Linked DNA regions of Mus musculus: regions 1, 2 and 4 are each linked to region 3. A link is a contact called in public Hi-C and promoter capture Hi-C data. All regions are on one chromosome and are shown on one strand. Each heading gives the region's core, a stretch centred on a gene start, on an enhancer-like site or on the middle of the called end of the contact. The rest is flanking DNA. Distances are from core to core; before and after follow the strand shown.

Evidence for each region. Promoter capture Hi-C pulls out the DNA fragments that hold promoters and counts their contacts. Hi-C and Micro-C count contacts between places; a contact is called where the count stands out from the background.
Region 1: a Hi-C map of CD4 T cells shows a contact between it and region 3, with 3 times the contacts expected there. The contact joins the promoter of Mios here to the promoter of Tmem106b in region 3. A contact is called at or near these places in 1 of 39 promoter capture datasets (pre-B cells) and 1 of 484 Hi-C or Micro-C datasets (CD4 T cells).
Region 2: a promoter capture Hi-C map of pre-B cells shows a contact between it and region 3, with 3 times the contacts expected there. The contact joins the promoter of Glcci1 here to the promoter of Tmem106b in region 3. A contact is called at or near these places in 2 of 39 promoter capture datasets (cranial neural crest and pre-B cells).
Region 4: a contact with region 3 is called in a promoter capture Hi-C map of pre-B cells, with 4 times the contacts expected there. The contact joins the promoter of Rpa3 here to the promoter of Tmem106b in region 3. A contact is called at or near these places in 1 of 39 promoter capture datasets (pre-B cells) and 1 of 484 Hi-C or Micro-C datasets (CD4 T cells).

Annotation. Positions count from the first base shown.
Region 1 is chr6:8,207,838-8,210,725 of GRCm38.p6, reverse strand. It overlaps Mios (meiosis regulator for oocyte development), which reads right to left and starts at 1,499. Exons shown (of 12, transcript NM_145374.2): 1 at 1,315-1,499.
Region 2 is chr6:8,508,182-8,510,923 of GRCm38.p6, reverse strand. Glcci1 (glucocorticoid induced transcript 1) reads right to left here and starts at 1,324. Exons shown (of 8, transcript NM_133236.3): 1 at 605-1,324. The coding sequence starts at 1,037. It overlaps A430035B10Rik (RIKEN cDNA A430035B10 gene), which reads left to right and starts at 1,763. Exons shown (of 2, transcript NR_040452.1): 1 at 1,763-1,945; 2 at 2,113-2,742.
Region 3 is chr6:13,068,441-13,071,329 of GRCm38.p6, reverse strand. It overlaps Tmem106b (transmembrane protein 106B), which reads right to left and starts at 1,571. Exons shown (of 9, transcript NM_027992.3): 1 at 1,370-1,571; 2 at 916-1,022.
Region 4 is chr6:8,257,839-8,260,538 of GRCm38.p6, reverse strand. Rpa3 (replication protein A3) reads left to right here and starts at 1,398. Exons shown (of 4, transcript NM_026632.4): 1 at 1,398-1,539. The coding sequence starts at 1,441. It overlaps Umad1 (UMAP1-MVP12 associated (UMA) domain containing 1), which reads right to left and starts at 1,251. Exons shown (of 4, transcript NM_001302354.1): 1 at 1,046-1,251.

The sequences.
Region 1 (2,888 bases), core at 250-2,749, 4.9 Mb after region 3:
GCATAGAGTTGCACATTACAAAGATGGCCCTAGAAAACCAGTATGTCTATAACCATCCTGTTAAGAAATCTAACACTCTATACAAATGGGTCCTTGCTTATTAACATACATAATATAAATACGGAGGACAGCAAAAAACAAAACAAGCAAACAACAACAAAAACCAGTAAGGGCTCAGAAAGTCTTTCATGCACTTATTAGTTTAGACGATTACAAGTCCCTTATGACTTGGGTAACATCTAAGTAATTTCCACCACACAAAGTTCTAACACCAACTCATCACAGTTGAGTTCTCTGCTTCATACAGATGTTGTTGTCCCTATTTAGTTCTTTCAACCAGTCCTGGAAGTGAATGCTTTCAGATGCTGGAGACAACTGCCAAATCCATGGAGGGGCTAAGAGATGGCAATAATTTAGGTCCTCACCTTCAAATTTAGTCAGTGTTCATTTCCCTTCAATGGTTCCCCACAAGTCACCACCAGAACATGGGTAACACTATCCAAAAGAAATTTAGTGAACCACCACTTATAATTCTCTAGCGGGCACATTTCAGAAGTAGCAAACGAAATTTAGAATATCTTTTAATTTAACCTATCAAATAAGAAATAATTTAAAATATACAACACTGTAAAAAATACGAAAGTTTTTATATTTTTATTAAATCTTGGGAATCCAGTCTATACACTTACAAAGCATCTTAACCCCACGTGGCAACTGGGCACACATTCAAAACACTGTCATAACGCAAAACATACAATTATATGGTCTGTCGTCTTTCTTTCCGCGCTAAGTAAACGATAGCAGTTTCAGGAAATTTGGAGTACTACCATCTCCACAAGACATTGCGCATCTATATTTTCGTTAAACTATAGTTATTCAAAAAAGCCAACAAGAGCAGTCGTTTGCTGAGCCATTCCTCTCAAGGAATTTGCATTATTCGTGTCGGTAGGGAACAGAGCTCACGGGGGTGACAGGCCCTTTAACAAGGATTTGATTGGGTACAACTGGAACTCATCGTGTTGTTATTCCGGGTAAACCAGGAATCTGATCGTGACTCCCACGGTCCAGACACCTGGCTGAGCCGCTGGGCGGCGGGGGACGCGGCTCCGCACTCCCGGCGCGGCCGCACGGAGGACGGTCGCCACGCGGCCGCGGGACGCCCCAAGGCTCCACACGAGGCCCGCCAGCAGCCCGGTGCCGTGACCATCGCACTGATCGAGCGGAACGCCACCCGCCGGCGAGGCTCTGAGGAAGCGGCCGCGGCTGCCACCCCGGGCCTCACGCAGACACCCGCTCCGGGCCGCACTCACTGACCTGAGGAGGTGGCCTGTCGCCACACAGACGTTTCCGGCCTGTACGCCGCCCCTCCCGCCGCGGGAGACGGGCGCGGGCAAGATGGCCGCCGAAGCACGGGCGGTGACCCGGGCCACCCGCTGGGCCCCCGACCAAACCACCCTGCCGCCTCCGAAGCAGACCTCCTCGCCGCGAGCCCCGCCTTCCCCTCGCCCGGCACCGCCCCGGGGCGGGGCCGCCGCGCGGAGACCCCGCCTTCCTCCCGAGCGCTCCGCGCTTGAGTTGAGCCCCTTCCGTCGCCCTCTTGTGGGCAGGGCCACAACCTAGAGTCCCCGCCTCCCTCTCGAGCGCTCCGCCCAGTGTGGGCCCTGCCCCGGGACCCCTCTCCAGCAAGCCAGCCATTCTTTAACCCTGCTCTCATGGAATTTGATTATTTCTCTGAAGCCAGCTACCATGGTCGTGGTGGTACACACATTTTAGCATATGTGAGACATTTTAATTTCCACTGAACAGAGAGGATGGGCGATTTCGTAAAAACTTAAGGATTTGGGGCTCATAATTCGATTTCAGTTATTCCAAAAAGAGGTCATGAATGCCTTGTTGAGTCACACCGTGTTGGGATATAGGAATGAGAAAAAAAAAAAAAAAAAAAAAAAAGACCCTTGTAGGAAACAGGACAAAAGAGTGATGGCTTTTTTAAGCTACCTGGGAGAGCACCTCCCTCAGGTTGGGTGGGGCATCAGAAGAACTTCCTTGAGGATCACTAGACTAAGAAAGACAAACATGGATTGGTCACAGAAAAGTTAAAGACGGAAACAACTGGAAGAGAAAGGCCTTCTAGAACTGAATACTGTGTCAGGAAACAGGATACAGCAATGGGAAAGCAAGTCTCTCATTTACCTGTGAGTTTGCTTATGAAGTCTCAGTAACCACTGACCAGTCAAAGCCTGAAAATATTAGGTGAACGATTCGAATTAAAGAACACCTAAATTTGAATTTTAGAATGTTATGAAATCTTTCTGAGTCCTGTTCAGTCCGATCCTGAACATCATTCAACTACCCATAGTCACAGTGTACCCAAGCTGCAATCTGGGCCATCAGATCTGTCTGTCAGTGCTCACCTTCAAGTGACCCTTACCAAGTAGCAGCATACTACAATACATCACAATACATCAATCACTCCATTTTGTCTTAACATGTAGGTATTGACAAATCATGCTTATAAGCATGAGAGAGAGAGAGAGAGAGAGAGAGAGAGAGAGAGAGAGAGAGAGAGAGAGATTCACATATGATTTATTATAGTGCTGTTGGCCCTCCAGATCCTCTAGCTCTGCCTGTGCAGGTTCAACCACCACAGATCAAAATGTTTTTAAAATTGGGTATGGTAGTGTTCGTCTATAATATCAACACTCCCGAGGTTGAAGCAGAAGGATCAAAGAATTAAAAGATAGACTCAACAATATACTGAGTTTGAGCTAGGCTAGCTACATGAAAATAACTTTCTCTTATGTCTGTCTGTCTTTCCATACATATGTGTGTGTGTATATATATATATATATATATATATATATATATATATCAATCAAACTTGTACA
Region 2 (2,742 bases), core at 75-2,574, 4.6 Mb after region 3:
GCTTTAAGAAATTCACCACGAAAACCACCATTCCGGCATAAGCCATTTGTAGTGCAGTAGTGATCTAATACATGACTATATAAAGTAGAGGAGAGGATGGATAAACAGCATACACTTTAAACTGCCTCCCCTACACATGCAAAGGATATTCTAACAACCTAACTACCGCCATCAAGTCTCCAAAACACAAACATACTCCAGACAAGAACTTTGTGGGAAAGCACAAAGGCTGCAGAGATTACCACTACCACCTTATGCCCCGCTAGAGAGTTTGTGTGCGTGTTTAAGGGTTTCACACGGCTCCTCCTTGCCCGGCTCCAAACACAGAAAGCTAATAAGCTATTAAACCGAAACACTTTTCTTTTGCAGGCGAGGGATGCAAGATAAAATCTGAGTGGCGGTGTGAGGGTCGGATAAAAGTTGATTTCCAGGTCGCTCCTCCAAGCCCTGCAGCGACCTCAGGGTGGGGGGTGAGATTCCCAAAGCCACTTTCACACCTTCGGTAATGCACTAGCAAACAGAAGCCCGGAGAGGCTGAAGTTTTCCACGCAGGGCACCGTCGGGGAGACGCAGCCCGGGAGGACGGGAGGGTTGGGCTCGCTACCTCTGCACACGGGCGAGCCGGGACTCCGTCTCTCAGGTGAGCTGCTCCTCCGCCGGCTCTCGGGGGACCGTCTCGGGCGGCCCTTGGCGCGAGGCGCCTGCTCGGCTGGGGCAGCGGCCGGCGGTGGAGTCGGGCTGGACGGGCTGGGGCCGCGGGCCCCTCCGGGCCCGGAGAGACTGCCGAGCGCGGCGGCGGCGGTGGCGGCGGCGGCGGCCGGGCGCGTGGGGCTGTGCTGGCTGCCCCGCAGGAGCTGGTAGGGCACCGTGGCGCGGATGGGCTGCAGCAGCCGACCGGCTCCCGCAGCCGGTGCGCAGCTCCCGGCCGGCCCCGTCCCGCTCCCGGCAGCGGCGGGCGGGGAGCCCGCGGTGCTGCGCCGCATCCTCTGCGGCGCGGAGTGAGGGGTCTGAGAGGAACTGGAGGACGCAGTGGACATGGTGGCTCCGCGGGCGGGCGGGCGGGCGGGCGCGCGAGCGAGCGTGTGGGAGCCGGCGCCGCGGTGCGTGCGATGTGTACGGGGGAGGGGCGGGGAGGGGCGGAGCCGCGGGGCTCCCCTTCCGACGCGCACCCCGCCGCCGAGGGGGAGGGGACGCCGCGACGGCCAACGTCCAACGGCTCAACCGCCCCGCGGCGCTCTGCGGGGCGCTCACGGCAGAGCCCGCGTCGAGCCCATGGCCGCCGCCGCCGCCGCCCCGGGCATCGCGCTGACAGGGCACTCGCCCGCTTCCCGCGGCTGCTCAGCCCTCGCGGGGGGTCGCCCGCGCGACACGACTCGGCGACCACGGGCAGCGCCGGGACTTTAGCCTCGGAGGAGAGAAAGGGGCCTCGAGGCGCCTCGCGCTGCGCGTAACCCGCGCCACCGCAAACGCCGCCGCCGCTGCCGCCGCCACCTCGACCCGCTTCTCACTCGGAATGGCAACTAATCCTGTGTCGGCGCCCCGCCTCCGGCCCCGCCTCTGGGCGTTCCGGACCCGGCTCCTGCGGCTGCGAGCGCTGTGATTGGCAGCGCCACCCTACTCCGGGATGCCAAGGAATGGTTGTATTGTCGGAGTGAGAGGAGACTCGGCCAATTACAGTACCACGTTTCCGCTCTGGGGGCGGAGCATGGAAGTGGATGAGAGAGGCGGGCCTCGCGCGGAGGGAGGGACTTAAGAGTTGACAGGCTTTGAGGTGAGGGTCAGGTTAGAAAAGTGGGTCCATACGTGCCCTGCGCGGACTCCGACGCCCAAAGACACGCGCGCGCTGCGATAAGCAAGTTACAAGGATTCCACCCTCCAGTGCTCTCTACAACCTGGGGCTGAGGACGCTGAAGCCAAACTAATTTTGCAAATACACCTGCATCCGGTGAGATGTTTTAGTTAAAGCTGAGTGAAGGATCCTTAACCCTTTTAATCTTAGAAATGTCTTTAAGTGTCCTAGTCGCCTTGTGAATCAAAACAACTTCAGGATTAGTGTATGGATGCTACATTGAACAAAATGCACCTGCCATTACAACCTGTTTGTCGTTACAGGGTAGGGTGGAGAACATCACATTCTGAATTGTACACGTCAACAAGAAAATTTACAGCATCGCATCATCAGATTTATTAATGGAGAGCACCTAGTTTACTACCCCGGAGCTGATGGTCTCTTGGGAGAAAGACCAGGCATAATGTAACAATTCATTGTGGTCATTTCCTCTGTGTGATGGCACTGGGGGTTATTCTTCTGCAAGGAAAATGAGAAGTACGAAGATTTTAGATGGGCATAAGAAAGTATATAAAACCCTAATCAGGAATAGTTAAAGCTCTACATCAGATACCTCCTATTAATTCACATGAGATAAACAAAAACATAAGATTTTACAAAATAAAGAAGTGGCGTGTCAGATTGGCGTCTGCCTGGTGTCTGCCCACACTGGCAAGCTTCCTGATTCCAGGCACTAAATGATCAGTTTCACTCAGAGGAGCCACCTTTCTCTGCTTCCCTGTGTGGTCAGACAGAAATTAAATGAAATTAAATGAAAATTTTTAAAAAAATAAGAAAAAATAAGAAGCACAGTAAATTGTTGTTTAGAAAAAATATTGATGATGCCTAATCAAAATACAAAAAATAGCATCTAGTACTATATCCTACTATATTAGTCATAGTTCTATGCTTTA
Region 3 (2,889 bases), core at 322-2,821:
ACTTCAAAGTGACTCATTTCACTCACTTAAATTCATACTCCTTTAGTTGTCAATAAAACCCTAGAAGTACATGACTGAAAAGAACATGAAAAGCCACATAATACAACATGCCGGTTTTCTGAGAGACAAAATAATAGAAAAAGCAAACAAAAATTTTAAATGGTACAATTCCATTCTCCCTGCGGTTATCCATCACTTATCAGATTCAAAATACGAACTACACAATCACAGATACTACTTTTAATTTAATATTTTTCATTAAAAAATAAAATGATACTAAGTGATTCAGGTCACCCCAGATGAAGGAAATTCATATCTGCTTTTCAAAATCTGAATGCTACTTGTTGAATTCACTCACTGTGTAGACAGCAATATTAAATTTAAAAACTTGAGTCATATAGAAAAGGAGTAAAAAAAAATGAATAAATATACTTTCAGAAGTTCTGTGTACACACTGTGTACCATAGCTCAGAAATATCAGTGATTGTGACTTACACACACACAGTATCTTACTGTGGCTCAATGACAGCGAGTCAGAGCCAAGCCAACACTTGGCAGCCACAGGTGCACAGGGGTGAATTGTAATCAGTACCGGCTCCTTACACTGTGACCTTGGAAGCTTTGGAGTACACAGGGTGGTTTAGAATCAGCTGACACTAGACAACACGTGGTGTCATCACAGGGGTGAAAACTGTGTCCCACAAATGGGAGCCTTTATGGCAAAAGGCTAGGGACAGCTAAGTGGTTCTGGTCTCCGCTGGCTGCCTTACTCAGACCCACAGTAACCTTGACATATTCTGCTGAAGGTGGGTTTGGGTACACACCAGATTAAGCAGTCACTTGAATCCTAGCCTTCTTGCTTAGCTTTTCTTGAGGCTATTGACAAGTGTAACCCCTGTCATTTTGGAAACTTACTTGAGGTTTTTAAAGGGAGTGGTAGATCCCCTTCGTCTCCTCCCCGGGCTCTCAATGTTTATACCGCGGTCTTGTGAACTCAACACGGTTCTCAGATGCTCTAGAAACTGGGAAAAAGATAAATTCAGCAGCGCATGCAACTGAGATGTGTCACCTGTTTGTGTGCAGACCTGGGGTTAGTTCTGAGGGGCTCAAGGGAGACGGAAACGAGCGCTTTTCAAAGGGCATCACAGGCAAACAAACCCCCGGAAGAAATCAACATCCGAGTCACCTTGCAACTACAACTGTCAAGCCCCAGAGCTACTCGGCCGCTCAGATCAAGGGCCCTGGCGCCGCCCGAGCCACCCCGGGAGCGAAGCCAAGGCCCCCGCGGTGACAACCCCGCACCCGGCTCGCCGCGGCCTCCCTCACCGCTCGGGCAGGGGACGTGGGCCCCACGGCCCGGGTCGCTCACCCGCACGCGGAGTGCTGCGCGGTCCCGGGATGCTCCGGTGCGTGCGGGCCGCAGGACAGGGTCACAGCGTCCCGGTCCCGGGGCCGGGCCGAGCGCCGGTAGAGTGCAGCCGGGAGAGCTGCGGGGGAGGGGTAGCACAACAACTGCATCAGCTGAGCTCCGTACCGGGAGAGCCTGCGCGTGCGCTTGCGCAGTTCGCCCCAGGAAGGAGGGGCTAGGCCCTGGAATGGACACTACGCATGCGCACTGTCACCGGTTTGAAGGGAAGTTGCCAGGGTGAAAGCTTCTGGTTTTGTCACCTGTCTCTTCTCTAGACTGGAAAGTTTCAAAATAGTACTAATTGCGCCTGGCTTACGAATAATCGGTTTTCCCTTTTCCCCTCCACCAGGCTGATTCCTTTTGTAAAGGGGAGGAATGTGCACCGTCGCAATTTTGAGCGATCGTGTTCTCAAGTCTAGATTTGCAGACACAAAACTTCCTTCCTGGGGTTAGAATGAGCCGGTTGGTGCACATTTCTGGCAGAGTTGCAGGCCAGAATTTTGTTATTGAGTTTTCATTTAGAAATTAATGTCACCGGGAAGACGCACCCCCGCCCCCGCCTTGGTTTAATCTTGTTTTGATTTTGTACTTAAATTCACATTATTCAGTGCATGCAATAAGAGTTGTACCCCAAAGCTCATGACCAAGTGAGTTGTTAAAGGAGTGTCCCAATCCATGCACCTCATTGTCCAGTCATAATTTACAGTGAGTTGAGGCTACAGTGGCTCATTTTAGTGGCTCGCCAGTGTTATAGTCAAAGGTTGTTATGACCTCTTTTCTGTCTTCCTGATAATCAAGATGTATTAAGTGGCTCATAAGATTCCTGGATGGGATTATAATAAGATAAAATTGAAAGCAAGAACAGATGCGGTTGCTAAAGGAGTTTAATAGCTTCCCTATAAATGGGGTTTCTGGTGAAATTCCTAGAAAATTAACAGAGTTATAACTGGGAAGTAAGCATCTCTTAATTGTGTTTTTTTTTTTTTTTCTTTTTCTTTTTTTTTTTTTTTTTTTTCCTTCTCTACTGGAAAAAAGCAACTGCACTGGGCGAGGAGCTCCCAATTTTGTCCCGCTCTTCTAAACTGCCTTGTATGTATTTGGAAAGTATTTTGATTTATGACCATCTTCTATGTATATAAAAGTTTCATGAAATTGTTATCACATTGGGACATTGGTATTTGGAATAGCCCAAGTCTTTGTTTTCAGGTCATGGTTCCTCATATTGGCTTTAGAATAAACTCTTTGTCCTTTTGAGGTGAGAGCTGTGTATTTTCCATCTACATAAGCAGGATGTTTTAAGACTATTTAAAACATTCACCTCCTTAGGTCCGGCAATTTCACTCTGTGAGATTCATCCTAAATTATAATGAGAATTCTAAAGTAAAGTTGTGTGCAGTGTGTAACCAGTTTCTTAGGATTTCAATAGAGTTAACAATAGCTTCGAAGTAGACCATGGCAACTCTTATAAAGAATACATTTAT
Region 4 (2,700 bases), core at 149-2,648, 4.8 Mb after region 3:
TTAATCACAACAGAATTAAGACACACATATTAAATGTCACATGAACACTAAGGAGAGCTAACAATCGTTTAAATAGGGGAGATTGGATTTCACTCTTAAATAGATGGAACCAGATCTTTGTATTTTATTACTTAAGGCAGCAACAGCAGGCTACATTGGAACTGAATTATTGGAACTGAGTTATTAGCCCTGAATTTGAAGGTTAATAAGTCTTTGGCTTTAGAAAAATCCAGACACTGTTCCACATAATTATGAGACGCAATTAAAATTATGTTTTAATTTCTGCAACCTCTTTTGAAGGTATTTTTATGTGCGTTCATTTTGAAATTTCTCAGTACCAATCCCTTGCTGGTGAAATTACTAAAATCAACAGCCACCAGCATCCAGTCATTTTCTGAACCAGAAACACATCCGACAATTTTCTTCAAATCTTGGAATAAACTGTCTTTCAGACAGCCAGCTCTGAGTACTTCGGGGAACTAGATATAGTATTACAACCCAAAATTAGAGTTATCTAGCACCTTACAAAGCAGTCAACCCCTCATTTGCAGAAAGAGAAAATGTGACGCCAGTGGAGGAGCACTAGCTTGGGTCCAACAGCTGGTGAAGCCTGTCATCTCTAGTCCTTCCCGGGGGTCCTCCTCTACCGGAGCCCCAATGCACGCCAGCACCCAGGAGGTGAGGAAATGGACACCTCCACACCGCCAAGGCTAGCAAAAGGTCCAAGGTAAAGAGAGGGGCAGCACCTCTTGCTGCCAGTGGGTAAAGCAGGCAGGTCCGTTACACAACGTCTCCTAGCAACAACCTCCTGAGGGAGGGGTAAAGACTGACGATGGTTCTCTACAGGTAGAACTGGCTCAAAAATAAAAACCCCAAACCCCAGGTTAGGCACGCACCCGCGCCACCCGCGCAAAAGCTGGCAACTGTCAGTGCCCGCACCGCGGCATTCCGGGACCAGGAGCCCGACTCCGCCCACCACCCCGACGGTTCAGCCCTCGGGAGGAGAGAGGCGCGGAGATCCAGACACCTCCCGCAAGAAAGCTACCTGAGACTCCGCCGCAGCCCGCAGCTCGCCACCCACCACGGTCCTTCAGCTTACTTCCGGGGTCAAGTCGACGTTCGGCCGCTCCAGATCCCGGGTCCCAGGCCTCAGCCCCCGCCCCTCTAAGTCCCGCCTCCACTGCCCGCCGGGTTTCGGCCCCAGTGACTTCCGGAACGCCGCGCGTCACTAGGCAGTCTACCAGTACTTCCGGAAGCCTTGAGCCCCTCCGCCAGCCCGGTGCGAGCGAACCAGATGCTCCCGTGGATTTGATTGGTGGGTCTGGAGCGTACGTCTCCTCTGATTGGTGTTCGGGAAATCTGCCCGGGTTGGCGCGGCCGCCCGCTGGGCGTCAATCATTTTCTGCTTTCCTGCGGGTTGCGAGTGTTGGCGGCAGAATCATGGAGGACATAATGCAGCTCCCCAAAGCGCGCGTCAACGCCAGCATGTTACCACAGTATATCGACCGGCCCGTGTGCTTCGTGGGGAAGCTGGAAAAGGTGCATGCGGGTTCGGGCGAGAGGACGGGACCACGGCCACTCGGGAAGGACTGCGGGGTCGGGAGCTGAGGCTGGGAGCAGGTCACCTTTAAGCAGCATTGCCCTCCAGCTTGCTGTAGTTTTCACAAGAAGAGCTTGTGGAAACTGCTAAGCCATTGCAGCAACATTTTGGTGCCGCTTCTTTTATGTCCCCAAAACTGTTTGGAATGACCTTTTAGATCCAAGCGCTCCGCGCCCCCTTTCTTTATTTACCAGGAAGGTATTTACAAACCTGGCTCCTCTGTCTGTTGTTCGAGTTTTTGTTTTAGCCAGACTTAGCTTCTTGCTTCCCTGTCTTTTGCAGCCGTCTCTATTTATGGGCCTAGTTTTTCTACTTTGCAGTCGTCTCCCTATGAAACATTTCTTGATAGCCCCTCCCATATTCTATAGATACCTTGTATCTAGCCCAGTCTTAGATTGCAGCCTCGTCCTTCCTATAGGTAAAAATTAAGCCCAAAGGCCCAGAAATTGAGAGTGCCGAGGGAAAGAAAATCCTCTGTAAGGACTTACCTGCTAGGTCATTTCATTCACACATTTTCTAAGGGAAAAGAATTTCTAACTAAACAGGTAGGCTGACTGAGCTGCTCAAACCTCACATCGAGTGGCAGAGCTCAGTTTCAAGGGAAGTCTTCCTCAGATCTGGCAACCAGTTCTTTTAGATCATCGTTCTTAATTTTAAAAGAAAGTATTCTGAGCCGGGCGGTGGTGGCGCACGCCTTTAATCCCAGCACTCGGGAGGCAGAGGCAGGTGAATTTCTGAGTTCGAGCCCAGCCTGGTCTACAGAGTGAGTTCCAGGACAGCCAGGGCTATACTGAGAAACCCTGTCTCGAAAACAAACAAACAAACAACCCCTCAAAAAGAAGGTATTCTGTGAGATGTACTAAATCAAGAATGTTGGCAGAATTTCATTAGACAGTGAAAGCCTCGTTTAGTTTTAGTGTACCAAGTGTCTTTTGCAAATAAAAGAAACCACACAAAACACTAAGCAAATATTTGTTGTTTATTAGAAATTCAAAATTAACTGGGCTTACAATCATCTGATCAGGTAATAAGATTATAACTTGAACCAAATAAACTGTCCAAAACCCCTATTACTTTATATTCAACCAAATGAAACTTCA